Regions from separate parts of the Mus musculus genome. Here region 1 is linked to region 2. The links are chromatin contacts, called in public promoter capture Hi-C maps. All regions are on one chromosome and are shown on one strand. Each heading gives the region's core, a stretch centred on a gene start, on an enhancer-like site or on the middle of the called end of the contact. The rest is flanking DNA. Distances are from core to core; before and after follow the strand shown.

The links. Promoter capture Hi-C pulls out the DNA fragments that hold promoters and counts their contacts.
Region 1: a contact with region 2 is called in a promoter capture Hi-C map of the SN4741 cell line, with 4 times the contacts expected there. The contact joins the promoter of Tnfrsf13c here to the promoter of Csdc2 in region 2. A contact is called at or near these places in 21 of 39 promoter capture datasets (the 3T3-L1 cell line, 3T3-L1-derived adipocytes, the C10 cell line and 11 more), 1 of 15 datasets of contacts at CTCF or cohesin (large pre-B cells), 30 of 484 Hi-C or Micro-C datasets (B cells, the Ba/F3 cell line, the C2C12 cell line and 12 more), 1 of 115 datasets of contacts at active chromatin or transcription factors (large pre-B cells) and 1 of 9 other capture datasets (embryonic stem cells).

Annotation. Positions count from the first base shown.
Region 1 is chr15:82,222,048-82,226,183 of GRCm38.p6, reverse strand. It overlaps Tnfrsf13c (tumor necrosis factor receptor superfamily, member 13c), which reads left to right and starts at 1,804. Exons shown (of 3, transcript NM_028075.3): 1 at 1,804-2,016; 2 at 2,262-2,465; 3 at 2,908-4,136. The coding sequence starts at 1,872. The coding sequence ends at 3,086.
Region 2 is chr15:81,935,424-81,939,355 of GRCm38.p6, reverse strand. It overlaps Csdc2 (cold shock domain containing C2, RNA binding), which reads right to left and starts at 2,597. Exons shown (of 4, transcript NM_145473.3): 1 at 2,369-2,597.

The DNA of each region.
Region 1 (4,136 bases), core at 555-3,054, 290 kb before region 2:
CTAACAGTGATAAGTAACAGCGGCCCAGTAGTGATAGAGGTGGGTGAGGGCAGAAGGTTGCTGCAAAGTGTCTGGTCTTTACCTTCATGCCTCTGTCCTATGAGAAGGGCTGTCCCTGCCCTGGCTCCTCTCCATACCCTTTCCCTCCCCCCACATCCCCATACACCCACACTCACACCCACACCCACCCTCCCAGACCCACTTCTCCTTTGCAGCTACGCTGACGCCTACACCTTCCTGCTGTGGAGTTGCTGGTCCATAGGCAAGGGGGTGGACAGGCAATGGGCCAGAACCCCTAGAAGCCCATTTCTGTGGTGGTCCTCACTCAGCGTCTCCATCTCCTCTTAACAACTTTGATCCCCTCACTCCGTGGTCAGTCCTGCATCATCCCCAGAACTGGACTAAAGCACCAGCCTCCTTGCCTCTCCATCCAGTCTCCATCTGACATCCCACTAAAGCACAAGGCAGAGAGAGACACACACTCAAAACACAAGAGGTCTCCTCACCACCAGGCCTCCACTCCAGCTGGACCCCATCCATCTATCCCTAGCAACGCCGCTCTCACCTTTCTCTCAGCACTCCTCAAGCAGTGGCCACGTTGGTTGGTTTCCAGTATGTGTGGCCTGGAGGGCATGTTTCCCTGCCCCTTGCAGCTGCTAAAGATATCTCTAAGCCCCTAGCCCTGAGGGCTCAGAGGTCTATATGGCCCACCTTGAGGCCCACCAGGGAACTCCAGGCCCCAGCTCCTAGCTGGCAGCTCCCTCTGGCATTTCCCAGGCCATGACCCCTGGGGAGGGGGCTGCACATATCCCAAGACCCCCAGAGAGCTTGTTTGTGTGACTGTGACTGGGGCTGGGTCTGAGAGACGCTGATGAGAGAGACAAGTGGGAGAGAACATGGAGGTTTGGGGGGGGGGGGGCAGAGCCTGATACAACAGGCACAGATGTGAACAAGCTTATGATCTAAGAAAGGACCTGCAGGGACAGGGAGGTCCCTTGCTAATCCTCAGGTCTTCCCAGGGCTCTGCTTGCTGAAAGCTAGTGTGGCTCTCCAGCACCCTGCGACCAGAGTCCAAGTTTTCTGCTGGTCCAGCCTGCCCCACAGGTCTGAGCACAACTTAGCCTCCCCATTTAAGGCACCGGGCTTTTGCTCACGTTCTACCCTACACTGGCCACTAGTCTTTACCTCTCTACCAACACCATGTCATTTTCTCAATCGAACCTTCCTGTTATGGTTGGTGCTGACTGGCACTGGTGGACCTCAGGCCAGACCCCGTGCCTACCCACTCCCGTGGAGTCCAGGATGACTGGCAATCTGTCCCCATTACTCTCAAAGGGGACTCTGCCCAGGAGGTAGGGCAGGGCAGAGGGCATGGATATGGAAGATTAGAGAGGGCAGTGAGATTAGGAAGTCTTTTATTTATCGGTGTCCCTCCAGCACCCCTGTGGGCATTCCCATGGGCCACTCAAGATGATCTGATGTCTCAACCCTGGGAAGGGCAGAGCAGGAAGCAGGAGGGACTTGGAGGCAGATGGTTAGTGGAAACAATTGGTCTTGGTGAGGCACAGCAGCAGGGGGCTGGAAAAGGTAGGCGGCTACAGGGTCCCTCTGCTGTCCAAGAGCAGGCTCCAGTGTGACCCCCAGCGCAGATGATGCTCAGCTGTCTGTCGTCTGCGGTGACAGTTGAGTGGTTTAATGCAGGAACCACAGGTGAAAGAGGTCTGGGGTTCCAGGCGAGGTCGCAGCTCCACCCCAGTGGTCCCACCCCAGCAGGCAAGGGCGGGGCGGAGGATGCTGCGTCGCGGTTTCATTCTAGACTACAGGGCACACAGCCCAGACTCGGAACTGTCCCAGCTGCATGAGGCGGCGACATGGGCGCCAGGAGACTCCGGGTCCGAAGCCAGAGGAGCCGGGACAGCTCGGTGCCCACCCAGTGCAATCAGACCGAGTGCTTCGACCCTCTGGTGAGAAACTGCGTGTCCTGTGAGCTCTTCCACACGCCGGACACTGGACATAGTAAGCAAAGGCATGGGGATAGGCGCGACCTGCCTGAGGTATCCAGCCTACCAGCGCCGCATGCTCCTCTGCTGACCCTGGAGCCAATGGTCTCCCACATCCCTCACTGTTAGTCTCTCCCTCCCCCCTCCCCATCTCTCTTTCCCTCCTCCTCCCCCTCCCCCTCCCCCGTCCCTCTCCGTCTCCCCCTCCCCCATCCCTTTATCCCCCTCATCCCCACATCCCCTTATCCGCTCTGCCAACAGCAAGCAGCCTGGAGCCTGGGACAGCTCTGCAGCCTCAGGAGGGCTCCGCGCTGAGACCCGACGTGGCGCTGCTCGTCGGTGCCCCCGCACTCCTGGGACTGATACTGGCGCTGACCCTGGTGGGTCTAGTGAGTCTGGTGAGCTGGAGGTGGCGTCAACAGCTCAGGACGGCCTCCCCAGACACTTCAGAAGGAGTCCAGCAAGGTGAGAACTGCCGGGGCTAGGGGAGGTTGGGGGGGGGGTTGGGGGGGTTGGGGGGGGGACGACACAGGACTGAGGGAGACCTGGAGTTGACTCTGATGCTGTCATAAAGCAGGGAGGACAGTACAGCCCAAGCCTTAATCCAAGCAAGAAGACCCAGAGGCCAAAAAGAGATGTTTGGGACGGAGGTGTCTGCCCTGACATTTGGGAGCCCAAGGGCCTGATGCTAGGTTATGCCCTGTGGGCTGACCAGACACCCCTCTCCCTCACCTCATCTTATCAAGTCTCTGAACTCAGCACTTCCTGTGTTGAAGACCTGTCACGTGCTGTTCCCCGTCCTCCTCCTAGGGCCGTCCCAGAGGAGGCTTCTAGAACGGGCGTGGGGGGGGGGGGCTGTGATTCCGTCCTTCCTGCCTTATCTTACCTGCTCCCTCTCCCACCCCAGAGTCCCTGGAAAATGTCTTTGTACCCTCCTCAGAAACCCCTCATGCCTCAGCTCCTACCTGGCCTCCGCTCAAAGAAGATGCAGACAGCGCCCTGCCACGCCACAGCGTCCCGGTGCCCGCCACAGAACTGGGCTCCACCGAGCTGGTGACCACCAAGACAGCTGGCCCAGAGCAATAGCAGCAGTGGAGGCTGGAACCCAGGGATCTCTACTGGGCTTGTGGACTTCACCCAACAGCTTGGGAAAGAACTTGGCCCTTCAGTGACGGAGTCCTTTGCCTGGGGGGCGAACCCGGCAGAACCAGACACTACAGGCCACATGAGATTGCTTTTGTGTTAGCTCTTGACTTGAGAACGTTCCATTTCTGAGATGGTTTTTAAGCCTGTGTGCCTTCAGATGGTTGGATAGACTTGAGGGTTGCATATTTAATCTCTGTAGTGAGTCGGAGACTGGAAACTTAATCTCGTTCTAAAAATTTTGGATTACTGGGCTGGAGGTATGGCTCAGCAGTTCGGTTTGTGTGCTGTTCTAGCCGAGGACTCCAGTTGTTCAGCTTCCCGGAACTCAGATCTGGCAGCTTAAGACCACCTGTCACTCCAGCCCCTGGAACATCCTTGCCTCCAAAGGCACCAGCACTCATTTGCTCTAGAGCACACACACACACACACACACACACACACACACACACACACACATATGCATGCATGCACACTTAAAAATGTCAAAATTAGCGGCTGGAGAAATTCATGGTCAACAGCGCTTACTGTGATTCCAGAGGATGAGAGTTTGATTCCCAGAATGCACTGCGGGTGGCTCATTACTGAGCATAACTTTTGCTTCAGGGGACCTGATGCCTCTGGACTTCATGGGCATCTGTATTCACGTGCACATCCTACACACACACACACACACACACACAGACATACACACACACACACTCTTTTACAAATGATAAAATATAAGATGGGCATGGTGGTACACACCTTTAATCCCAACATTGGGGAAGCAAAGGCAGGCAGGTAACTGAGTTGGAGGCCATCCTGGTCTACATAGCAAGTTCCAGGCTAACCAGAGCTAAATGGTGAGACCAAGTCTCAAAATAATACTCCCCCCCCCAAAAAAAAAACTTTTAAATTTTGATTTTTTTCTTTTATTATTATTTTTTATATTAATTTCATGGTGTTTAGAAGTGGTATACTTAGATGGTGACTAAGAGGAGGTAAAGCCAT
Region 2 (3,932 bases), core at 1,348-3,847:
ACCTTGGGTGAATTACTCACCAGCTCTGTGAAGCTTAAAAACAACACCCCCAATAAAAGTGTTCCAGCTCCAAGTCCCATTATGGGGGTGCCACTAGGGAGGAATGGGTACAGTTTAAAAATAGAAAGACAGGGACCACAAGGAAGGTGGTGTGGAAGAGCTGAATGTCTCGGGCTTGTCGATGCTGAGTCCTGAGGAGGTGACAACCTTAGGACCACCAGACAGAAGTGGCACCTGCCTGCTTCCTCCCTCCCCAGGTTCCCAGACACGCCTTAGAATATACATCAGCTGCCCCTGCAGCTGGAGGTGACCTAATTAAAGCTGATTCCTTTCCCTCCAGTGTGTGTGTGTGTGTGTGTGTGTGTGTGTGTGTGTGTATGTGTGTGTGTGTGGGGGGGCTGTCCCAGCCAATACTAAAGATTAATTATTTAAGTGGCTCTTTACTCTCCTGCTCACAAGCCCAGGCAGCCCTGAGGCTCTGGTTATTAAGGCCTCTGGGCTTTCCTGGCATTAGTGGGGGAAGGGAAAGCCAGAAGACCCCGGGTCCCCAGGTCCTAGACAAGCTCCACCTCTCCCTGACCCTGTGAGCTTAAACAAGCCACCTTCCCCTTCTGGGTCCTCTGGAGAGAGGATCATACTGGCCAAAGTCACACAGTGGCCGAGTGGCAAGGTTCAGTGTGGTCTCAGAGTCCCTGGGCTTCCCAGGGTGTTAAGTCACCTTCTGCCTGGTGACTATCATATCTGAGGCAGGGGGATGTGTGCTGGCCACACCCTGGATTTCACTCCCTCACCTTGCTGTGCATTTCCCCCAAGCTGCCTATGCACAAGGCCCTGGGTTCTGGACACCAGGCTTGTGCCTGGTGATTGTGATTGGCTCAATTAGTCCAAGAGCACCCTCTGCTGGGCATCACCTGCACAAGGAGGGGGAACATAGGATGTGGGGCGGTGGGGGGCCACTCTGCCTTTGGATGGGCTGGCAAATATCCTTACTCCCCCATTTATCCATCCCTGTGGGTCCTTGAGGGCCACTAGGGAGCCCCCTCCCTAGCCAATAAGCATCTTCCAACCTTGTCCAGCCATCTTTCTCTAGGCCTGGGACAACTTGGCGTGTCCTCCTGGGACCCTTCGCCACTAGCTTCTGTTTGCACTAGTTTTGTCAAGGTGGGGCTGGAGAGACAAGGATAGGCAAATAGATGTTTTGGGAAAATGCAGTGTGGGGTAAGGACGGGAGGAGACACCCAGAACCTGGGCATTCATGTCCAGAGACCTCTGGGATGGAGTTGAATTTGGGAAAGAGCTCCCCCCAACCCCCACTCCCACCCTCCATCCCCACCTCCTCACTCCCATCCTTCCCAGGGAAAGGCCCTGACTGGATGGCATCTAAGCGAGCCAGTGCCAGGCTGTCGGAGAAGAGGGTGCCCACCTCCTACCAGGCACACTTCCTTCTCCCCTCCCCCAGCCCCAGCGGATGCAGCAGTTCACACTCTGGATTTATTATTGTTCTCAGTCCCGCTCTCCCTCCTCCCTGGGAAGCGCCTGCAGCCTGGCAGCCTGGCAGCCTGGCAGGAACCTGCTGTCTCCTTGTGGGTGCCAGCATGGTCCCTTATCTCCATTCAGTCTCCTTGTGCCAGGGTCAGACCACTTAGGGGCTTGATGCCAGCCAAGGCCAACCTGAGTCCTTGCATCCTACAGCAAGCAAGGGGTGTCCAGCAGCTGGTCTATCACCCCCTGTCCTACAGTGGGTTGCACCTAAGCAGAGGAGGAGGTCAGAGCTAGCCCAGCATGCGGGGGAGAGCAAAGACCCAGTGGGGTGGCATAAAGGCAAAAATAACACAGAGCCATCCCTCCAGCCAGTTGACACAATTATCTCTGCCACACTAGGGAAAAATAGAGTGAGGGAAGACAGCTGCTCTGGGTCCCTCTGCCTGCCCCAGGCGGTTCCTCCCCTCTGCTCTGGCCTCAAAACAGATTCCAGGGACAAAATCCAGCGGTGCTCCGGACTGGCCTTTTAGGGTCTGGAAGGAGTCCCGGCTTTCCCTCACCTAGTTCCCAGACCGGAGGCTGCGGCTTGGCAGGTAGCTGCTGTTACCTGCATCTCAACCCAGACGCGAGTCCCAGACACAGACATTCACACACATTCAGATGCGCGGGAGCCACTCCGCCTCAGCTCTTCTGGAGGGTCAAGGAGAGAGAAGGGAAGGGCGGTGGGCTCTACATCTCCCCCCGCATCCTCTAAGCAGAGCTGGGCTGGCTGATGTAGCGCTGCGACCTTTCCAACCTCAATCCACACATCCTTTCTTGGTACCATCAGCCCTCGGCCCCTGCCTCTGCCACAGTTTCCATCACCGGCTTCCTTCAGGTCCCTTACCTCGCCGTGGCAGCTGGGTCCAGGCACTGTCTCCTGTAGTGGGCAGCACCCGATCTCTCTGGACTGTGGAGCTGGCTCGCAGGGGTCACGTCTGGATAATGCACTCTCCGTGGCGTGTGTGTGTGTGTGTGTGTGTGTGTGTGTGTGTGGTGTGCAGGAGGCACCTCGGGCCCCTCACTCACTCACTCACTCACTCACACACGCCCTCCTGCTGACGTCAGGATGTGCTGGAGGGAGGGACTGGGATGGGAATTTGTACTCCTAGCTTAAAGGGACACTAAGCCATCTCTTCTCTGGCCCAGACACCACCTTGTGAGCCAGGCCAAGTGCTGGGTGAGTGGCTAAGCTGCGTCACTTTGAGCGTTACTGCTTCTTGTTTTGGAAAGTGGCTTTTATTGCTGGGCCAAGGTATAATTTGCTCTACCAGGTCAGGGTAGCTGCTGGGGAGTAAGAGGCAGGAAGAGCTAGAGACAGTGTGCATTCTTGGTGAGCGGGGTGCCAGGGAGTGTTTATGGTCAACGGGAGGGCCTGCAGGGTGGGAGGATGTATTCTGGAGAAAGGAGGCCAGAGAACAGAGGAGACCCTCTGGGAACAAGCCAGGTTCCTAGGGACTCCCAGACATTCCATTCCCTCTGCAGTCTGCAGCTGTGCTGAGCTCTGTCCCCTCAGATCATCTGAGATCTCCATTTGAAGAATGTGCTCAAATCTCTTTGGCACACATTAGGTCTTTGGGAGGGGCTGTGGAATCCAGGGGAAGAGAACTATAAAAGAATAATGAGTGTCTTTCTGTGTATGTTTCTTTCTTACACACACACACACACACACACACACACACACACACACACTCGCACACACATATACAGGGGGCAGTGGTGTCTGTGTGTCTGTGTGTCTGTGTGTACTTGTGGTTTAGGAGGCTTTTAGAAGTAAGGACTGACTCAGCAGATTCAGTCCAAGCAGTTTAGGTCTCTTCAGACAGTAAGACCTCAGCACACTCCCGCCCCCCAAAAAGCCGGGCAGTGGTGACACATGCCTTTAATCCCAGCACTAGGAGGCAGAGGCAGGCAGATTTCTGAGTTCGAGGCCAGCCTGGTCTACAGAGTGAGTTCCAGGACAGCCAGGGCTACACAGAGAAACCCTGTCTCGGAAAAACAAAAACAAAACAAAACAAAAAAGACCTCAGGCAAATCCCTAGGACCCCAGTGCTCCCCAAGAGGACAGTGCTCCCCAAGAGGACAGTGCTCCCCAAGAGGACAGTGCTCCCCAAGAGGACAGGTAAGGCTCAACCGTCTATGAGCTCAGGGCCAGGCTCCAGGAAACCTCTTCAAAGGGCTTCTCTGCCACCCCCCTGTCCCTCCTCAACCTCATCTTAGAGAGACATCTTCCCCAGGTGTCACTTTAGTACTACTGAGTCATGAGGAGGTGCCCTTTGTGCTGGCACAGACCTATAGGTCCCAGCCCTCAAGAGGATGAAACAAATAGATTTCAAGTTTGAGTCTACCTGGCTACCTAGAGAGGCAGTGTCTCAACAAACAAACAAACAAACAAACAGGAAAACAGACAT